Linked DNA regions of Cyprinus carpio: region 1 is linked to region 2. A link is a contact called in public Hi-C data. All regions are on one chromosome and are shown on one strand. Each heading gives the region's core, a stretch centred on a gene start, on an enhancer-like site or on the middle of the called end of the contact. The rest is flanking DNA. Distances are from core to core; before and after follow the strand shown. Region 1 overlaps LOC109057239 (muscleblind-like protein 1). Region 2 holds the start of LOC109102102 (cullin-3-B-like).

What was found. Hi-C and Micro-C count contacts between places; a contact is called where the count stands out from the background.
Region 1: a contact with region 2 is called in a Hi-C map of skeletal muscle, with 5 times the contacts expected there. The contact joins the enhancer-like site here to the promoter of LOC109102102 in region 2. A contact is called at or near these places in 4 of 8 Hi-C or Micro-C datasets (liver and skeletal muscle).

Annotation. Positions count from the first base shown.
Region 1 is chrA2:23,374,677-23,378,723 of ASM1834038v1, forward strand. The region is part of intron 4 of LOC109057239 (muscleblind-like protein 1); the gene reads left to right. Among protein-coding and RNA genes, the nearest start is that of LOC109102056, 21 kb to the right of the region's middle. Within about 2 kb of position 2,680, at least 2 of the 8 cell types and tissues checked have an H3K27ac peak or open chromatin away from gene starts, as enhancers often do. A contact at or near this core is called in skeletal muscle, where this site is marked.
Region 2 is chrA2:23,327,416-23,331,357 of ASM1834038v1, forward strand. It overlaps LOC109102102 (cullin-3-B-like), which reads right to left and starts at 1,528. Exons shown (of 16, transcript XM_042711152.1): 1 at 1,274-1,528. The coding sequence starts at 1,357. It overlaps LOC109057239 (muscleblind-like protein 1), which reads left to right and starts at 1,561. Exons shown (of 15, transcript XM_042711183.1): 1 at 1,561-1,616; 2 at 2,648-2,731.

The DNA of each region.
Region 1 (4,047 bases), core at 1,430-3,929, 48 kb after region 2:
TGGAATAACTAAAAATAACGTACATTTGATATACATTCAGCTGCACTTTTTATATGTATGTTAATTACATAATGTATTTTATCATTATATGTGTGTTAATTAAATCTTTTGTATGTCTGCAAATGTATGCATAGAAACCACACCTGAGGTGATTGGAACTTACCCTCTGTGCTCAGTGCTTATATGTTGCCATATGAAAGCAGGGACCTAAATGGCCTGTCATAGCAGTGCTGGAAAGAGTGCATCCTCTCTCTCTCTCTCTCTCTCTCTCTCTTTCTCTCTCTCTCTCTCTCTCTCTCTCCATCAGCTGTCAGGAGGCCGAGTGATGATCAGGAATGACTTTCTCTCCAGCCTCTCTGATTTCACTGACAGGGCTGTCTGTAGTGCACAGACTGACCTGAGGATCCTGTTTCAAATGCGTTTCCTGCCATGCGCAACTGGAGGTTTTTGTACCTCTATAAATTTTTTTTTTTTTAAACTATACACAGCACTCAAAAAGGAATATTAGCACTTATGATAGGTGCTTCATGAACTTGCCAGACAGAGCTATATTTACTCGAAACAGGAATTATAGTTTTATAGTGGATTTTTTAAAATGCTTTTCTTTATTTGTTTATTTCCTTCTTTTTTCCTTTCTGTTGTATATATTTAAGCAAGGGCAGAATAATTGGACATTAAATGAGAGTATATCATTGTAACAAAATTCTGTATTGCTCAGTCCAGTTAGCAGCTTATAAAAACAGTGCAAGCTACAAAAATAATTTTATAATTAAAATAATTTAAACAATGTAAAGTAAATGGATAGATAATGATTTTTTAAAATTTTACCAGGAGGATTTTGCATATTATAATATTCATTATCTTGATTCTTTAAAAATGCATTTGCATTATACAAAAGAAAGCATTATTCGTATTAATATTCAAAGTATCCAAATACTTTTGGGGTCCACTGTATATTTTCTTTTTTCATCATGGGCACTTTTTATTGTTTCACATTTCCTATTGTTTGAGGGTTTGCAGCTATAAAAGGAAGATTTATTTTAGTCAAAAATCTATAATTCTGGGTTTAATGTAATTCAAAATATTTTATACACAGTTATATACAGAATGCAACTTGCAGTGTATGTAAACCTGGTCAGCTACTCTGAAGTACAAAATGACAAATAAAGGATAAAACAGTAATAGTTCAATGTTTGTAAGGTTTGGTTAAGAACTCCTTGCTCCAGATCGCACTACTCTAGAGCTAACATTTTCTCCCACTGAATGACTCTTCAGTTAAATGAATCATGTTCTTACATGTGTGTGGTTATGGATAGGGGTGAGTGGGGTTAGATGGGGTGAGTGTAACTCGACTCCGTTAGCCCTGACATGCACAGCTCGTCCCATATCTCCCTTCTCCCATAAACACATCTTTCTTTTATCCTTCAACTTGATTCTCTCCTCATTCTTTCCCCTTTTTCCTCCTTTCTTCTCTTCCTCTCAGCAGGTCAGTGAGCGTACAGTACTAGTATCTCTGACACATGCTCAGTAGGGCCGTGTCACACCTTTAACAGAACATTCTCACCCACACGCCCTTCAACATGCACAGACCCCCATAAAACACACACACAGATCCTTTAAACATTTTCATTGCTTACATTCACAGTTGTATCTGACTTCCTTCAAATGTTTGATTGTGCTGACAAATATTAAGTGTCAGTGCAGGTCTCTTATATATATATATGCACATATATAACAGGCTGGTGTTGTTTATTAGTGGATCATTGTCTAAATCTGCAGGAAACAGACTAATTATTCAATAAAGCACTATTAAATTATTTATTAAATAAAATATAATAGCATTTTTATAACATTTTAAAAGGTAGGTGATGTTTGATTAGTGGACCATTGTCTAAAGATGTGGAAAACAAATTGTAATAATTAAAAGAATTATTAAATTATTTATTAAATAATGCAATAATAAAAAAAGCAATTTTTTTAGCATTTTAAACCTTGTTTGTGGATTGTTTTCTAAATATGTGAAAAACATTGTAAAGATTAAATAAAAGCATTATTAAATTATTTACTAAATAATATAATAAAATTATGTATAATTATTATAATGAATTTTTATAATAACAGTAGTTGCACATAAAGATATAAAATATATTGCATAATTTTCTTAAATTAATTTTAATTACCTCATTTTATGAAGTGACATTACACAGCATTTTACTTTGATGTTTTACGTTTAAAAATATTTAAATGCCAAAATCATAATTAAAAACTTCTCATTGTTTTCCATATTTTTGGATGTTTTCTGTCAAATGAGACTTACACTGGAAAAAAAAAAAGATTATAATAGCAACAGTTGCTGAAGTAGGATTGGTCAGTAAAATTTGGCAGGGTTTAGCAAGGGTCGGATAAATTAGGAAACTATCATTTTTGAGTCTTTGTCACTCTTGTTACATTTGCATGAATCAAATTTGCAGAAATGCAAAAGGAAATAAAGACAGAGAGTTTGAGAGAGTCTTCATCTTCTCATAGCCCAGTGTTGTTTCACAGAGGCCAGCTTCACTAATGTCTTAAACAGATGGTAGAAACTTCAGCTCACAGAATACCAGCCAGACACTCTTTGATTGGCCGGCTCACGGCCGAGTATGTGTGCCTTTTATTTATTTTCTACATGCCGCATAGATAGGAGCTCAAACTCACATCACACTTCTAGAAGGTTCTGCTGTCTGCTTTAGCCTCTTGTCTCTGTGGTATATCGCTGACCAGTTATACAAAGTGAATTCAGTTGGAATTAGTTCGTATTAGACATAAAAGGCTAAAAATAATGTAATAACTTAATGCTCTAACATGTTATTTTGAGTGTATGTGTTACCAAACTGCTAATGTGCTTTGTAAATGTGATTGTTAAACAGGTGTTTAGTCAAATCAAGACTTGTAATAGATAAGTCCCTAGTTTATTTGTGTTGGGAAGACCTCATTAATAGTATTTGCAGCTGGTGGAGATCTTCCCTTTTTGCATCATCAGTGACCAGGATGAACTGATGACGCCTGTCAGCGTATGATAGTGGAGGAAGACAAACCCAGAGAGGGTTTAACATTTAGGGTTGTGTTTGTGTGTGTGATAGTGCTGAGGGACATCTGACTCCCTGCTATTTTCCCCCTAGAACTGACTGACCTGACCTCTCGCTCACAGTGTTTGTCTGACAGGTCCTAGCTGAATTGTAATGTACATAGGCACTACAATTCTAAGTTTAGGTCCTCTGTGTGTGTGTTGTTTGTTTTTTGTTTTGTGACAGTAAAGACATTTATAATGTTACAAAAGATTTCTTGCTTTCTATTCATCAAAGAATACTAAAAAATGTAATGCAGCACAGCAAATCAGCATATTGATTATGCATAATGATTTCTGAAGGATCATGTGACACTGAAGACTGGTGATGCAGAATATTCAGCTTTGCATCACAGGAATAAATTACATTTTAAAATATATTACAATAGAAAAGAGTTATGTTAAATTGTAATAATATTTCACAATTTTACTGTATTTTTTATCAAGTAAATGGATCCTTGGTGAGCAAAGAGATTTTCAAAAACATGATCAAATCTTACTGACCCCAAGCTTTTGAAAGTTTTTATTTTATTCTCTATTGTATCTGCTCCATGTATCTGCTTCTGCTATCATAACTGTAAATAACTTAATTTTATTAATTAGTACAAAAAACACTATTTTACAGTCATTTTACAAGAATTAATAAAAAATGCTGTATTCAGAACTTTAGTGTAAAAATAAAAATGATAAAATAGTTATTTTAAATATATGATTAGAGTTATAAATGTTGCTTTGTTGTGAATAGTTTTGTGTTTGTTTGTTAGTTCATGCAAACCAAGTTCCAGTTAACTGCATTCCCTTCTAGCAATTGTAAGTGCTTTGCATAAAAGCATGTTTTGGCATTGTGAGTTCAGGAGAGAAGTCGATTCACTTTCCAGAAACAATTTAGCTCTGTGTAGTCATCCAAATCCATCCACTGATCACAACTGCATAACACTCTCCTA
Region 2 (3,942 bases), core at 278-2,777:
TATCAAGTAATTCTGACCTAGTTCATTCCATCAGAGCATCACCAACACACTGACAGTCCTGCAATGCACATAATTTGTTCTGAGTGGAGCTAATAAAAGAACAGAAAATTGCAGAATATTGCAGAGAGATGCAAGTCATACTGATGCAAAGTGTGCTGCAGTGACTGTGAAAGTCAAAAACACAGCTGTTGAGGACATCAGTCATCAGTGTGATAATCTACACAACACTAACAAACCCCTATGACACCTGACAACTATCCAAACCTGAGACTTTCAAAACGGGGTCCGGGGAACACCAGGGGGCTAAAAAAGAGTGCTAAGAGGTTTGTAAAAATAAATAAATAAAAAGACTAAAATAAATAATAAAAATTGATAAAAATAAAAAATTCTTAAAATGAGATGTGCACACAGTACAGCTGATGGGCACCATTAACTTCCATAGCAGGAAAAAAAATTACATACTAACATTTTTCAAAATATCTTCTTTTGTGTTCAACAGAGGAAAGAGACTCATACAGGTTTGGAATAAGTGGAGGGTGAGGAAATGATGACAGAATTTTCATTCTGGAAGTGAACTAATCCTTTAAATTTTCCATAATATAACCGTCTTTATACATAAAAACATATTAGCTGCCTTTCAAATTTAACAAAACACAGCACCAACCAGTGACAAGAAACTAAATTAACCAGACAACAAAACAATAACAATCAGTTTAGTAATATATACAGCACCAATGACAATAAAAAAAAAAAGAAAAGGGAAAAAAATTAATCATCATCACCACAAACAACGATCAGTTACAGCAAAAAACACAACATCAAACATTTAAGTGGCAACAAAACAGCAACGGGCCAGTCTGACAACTCAAGACCCCAAACCAGATCAAAACACTGAGAAAAAAAACAGCAGATCAAAAGGAAAGACTTCATGTTCTCTGAAGGATATACAGTGCTGTACATATCTACAGTTTTATGGTCAAAACATAAAGACCCTGTATGAAAGAATCTTTGAGTTTTGAACACTTTCTACACTGTCTGTTTCCTTAATTAAAATCACTTATCTCTCTAATAACTGAGACATATCAACATCTTTAAAACCCTGGCGCTGATATTATCACGAATTGACACATTTTCTATTCCGTAGTCTCTGTAAATCTCTAAAACCCAACCTCAAAACACGTAAACCTGCTGTGGCCTGCTGCTCTGACCGATCCCCGGCTCTCGAGTTCTCCCCGCGACCGCCTGAGGCGCGCTCATCTCGGCTGATACTCACGGGAAAGGCGCGGATCCGCATTTTGGTGTCCTTCTTGGTGCCGGGTTTGAGGTTGGACATGTTTGGGTTTGGGAGCGATGCCATCAACAGATGTTAGGGTGGGTGTGTTGAGGGGAAACACGGACAAATCTCGCCCTCTTTCCCCCCCAGGTTTGAGTCCCTGTAGCTTACTCTCTCCCTCTGTCTCTACAGCGATGGCGGACGGCTGGATGACATCTCGCGAGAGTGATGATTGTTCTAACAGGAATGCGTCCAATATCGCGAGAAAGGGGGCCAGCTGGGGCTGACATGTGGTAAACAGCAGTCTGGCGCTGAAGAACTAACAACTTTCTTGGATTCACCGGTATCGTAGTTTAAAACAATATCATGAAGTGTGATAATGAGTCATTATCACACTTCGATGTCATTAGATGTCATTATTAATGACATCTAACTTCATTGGTGTGTTATGGGAGTATTTCTTAGATTTAGTTTCCTAATATTACTATATCTAGGATTATCTGTATTTAACCTTTATATTTAGTCACTTAGCAGACGCTTTTATCGATAGCGTCTTACAAATGAGGAACCTGAGATAATATGTATGTATTATGTATATATATATATATATATATATATATATATATATATATATATATATATATATATATATATATATATATATAGTAGCACGTTGTTATATAGATTTACAGGAGACATACAGTGGCCCAAAAAGTTTTTGGACACTTTCTTAAGCATAACTTAAAATATATGAATGTATTTGCATTATACTAGCAGAATATTAAACCGAGTTGACTTTAATTTAATGAAATGTAGCACAAACTCATTTTACAAATAGAATTTGATAACACAGTTATGCCAAATTTACACTGCAAAGGTGGAACAGAAGCGGTTCTGAAGTGGCATTTAGGTTGTCTTTACACAGACTGTTTAATACTGCTCAGAAGTGGCTTAAATGCATTTACGCTGTACTGTATACTTTGATGCTGAGGTGGTTTTGAGCAGGCATAATTTAGCCTTGCTTTGATGCAGCATTGTGTCTTTGCACTGAATTTTGAGCAGACACAGAGCAGCCTTAACATGGCTGTGTAAAGATGCCTTAAGTTTGATATTTTGTTATATAATGCAATAAAAATTATACATTTTAACTGTTGGTTATCTGGGAGGCAATGCACTTGATACCACAGTAACTGTAGGCTGGTTTGGCACATTCAGTCATGTTTTACATCTTTATCGTCATGTAACACACAACAGGCAATAGGAGCATTGTACAAAGTTACATTATTCTTGAGAAATGTTTTATATAAAATGGACAATAAAGAACAAACCACTGAAGTGTAGTACAAAGTAAAACAAACAATCTTCACCCTGCAGGTCCTTCCCGACTGGACATGGACACAGACGTAGGAAGTTGGATTGTGAGTAGTGAATTGAAACAATGCTGGACAGAATCCATAGGTATGTTCTGGGTGCTTATGCAGTTCAGTCCGTGTGTGGGAAAAATTATACACTACTTCTCAAACCCTGTTAACTGACTGTGATTGTAGTGATCCCCCTGCTGTTTTTGCCTTGTTTTCCCTTAAAGCTACTAATGCTGTGTTTAGTTGAGGTGTTAATGAGGCCAGCAGGGGGTGTTCATTCTGTAATTTGCATGGATTCTCATGCCCCAGGATAGAAATTATAAGACTTCATTGTGAGGTGGCGACGTCCTTTATATGAGACATTAAAGCGAGGTTGCTGCGGTCAGTAAAAATCCCAAGGTGTCTCTTGAAAAGAGTGGCCAAATTTGCCTGCTGGCATGCGCAGCTTCCTCAACATTGGCTCCTGTCCACTGATAGCTGGTGTGTGGTGGGCTTTCTGGTGCATTATGGCTGCATCTGGTGCATTGAAAGGATCTGATCTCACACTGCTCTGTTTAGGAAATAAAGGTGACGTTAACCTCAGTGAGCGTTTGTGCGCTAAATCTAAAGGCTTGATTTTATTGAATATTTGCATCCTTTGCCTGTTGTCTTCACAGTTGTTTTGCTTATTTAATGATCCTTGTAAGAGAGAGCTCTGCTTATGAAAATATTTTGAAACATTTGATATTTGTTGATTAATGCATCTCTTTAGAATAGTTAATAAGCCGCATTTCTGTGCTATTATTGTCATTCTGTAAATATGCGTATGCAAAAATTCAATTCAATTCTTCTATAGTGCTTTTTATGATACAAATCATTGCAAAGCAACTTTACAGAAAATTAAGTTTCTACAATATTTGGGAGTAGCTCATCAGTGGTGACTGTCAGTTTATGTGCATACGGCAGAAATGTTCAGAAAAATCAATAAAAGACGTAAACAAACAGACGATTAACACTATTAACAGCAATTATGCAATCAAACTTAAAAACAAAACATTTGAACAGTCGTTGATATAAGCATAAGGAAATTAGCTAAGCTAAGTATGTTAAAGTTAAAACATGTTTCTGAAATGAAACATTAAAGAGATAATTCAATGGTTACCACCATTCTTCAAAATATCTTCTTTTTCTTCCACACATACACTTTTAGTTGATCCATGACTTTTTAAAGTAAATGTAATGATAGGAAAATAAATAAAGGGATTATTAACTTGATAAAACAAATACATTAATCTTTAACTGAATTTAGTCATAACCTTTACTTACTTT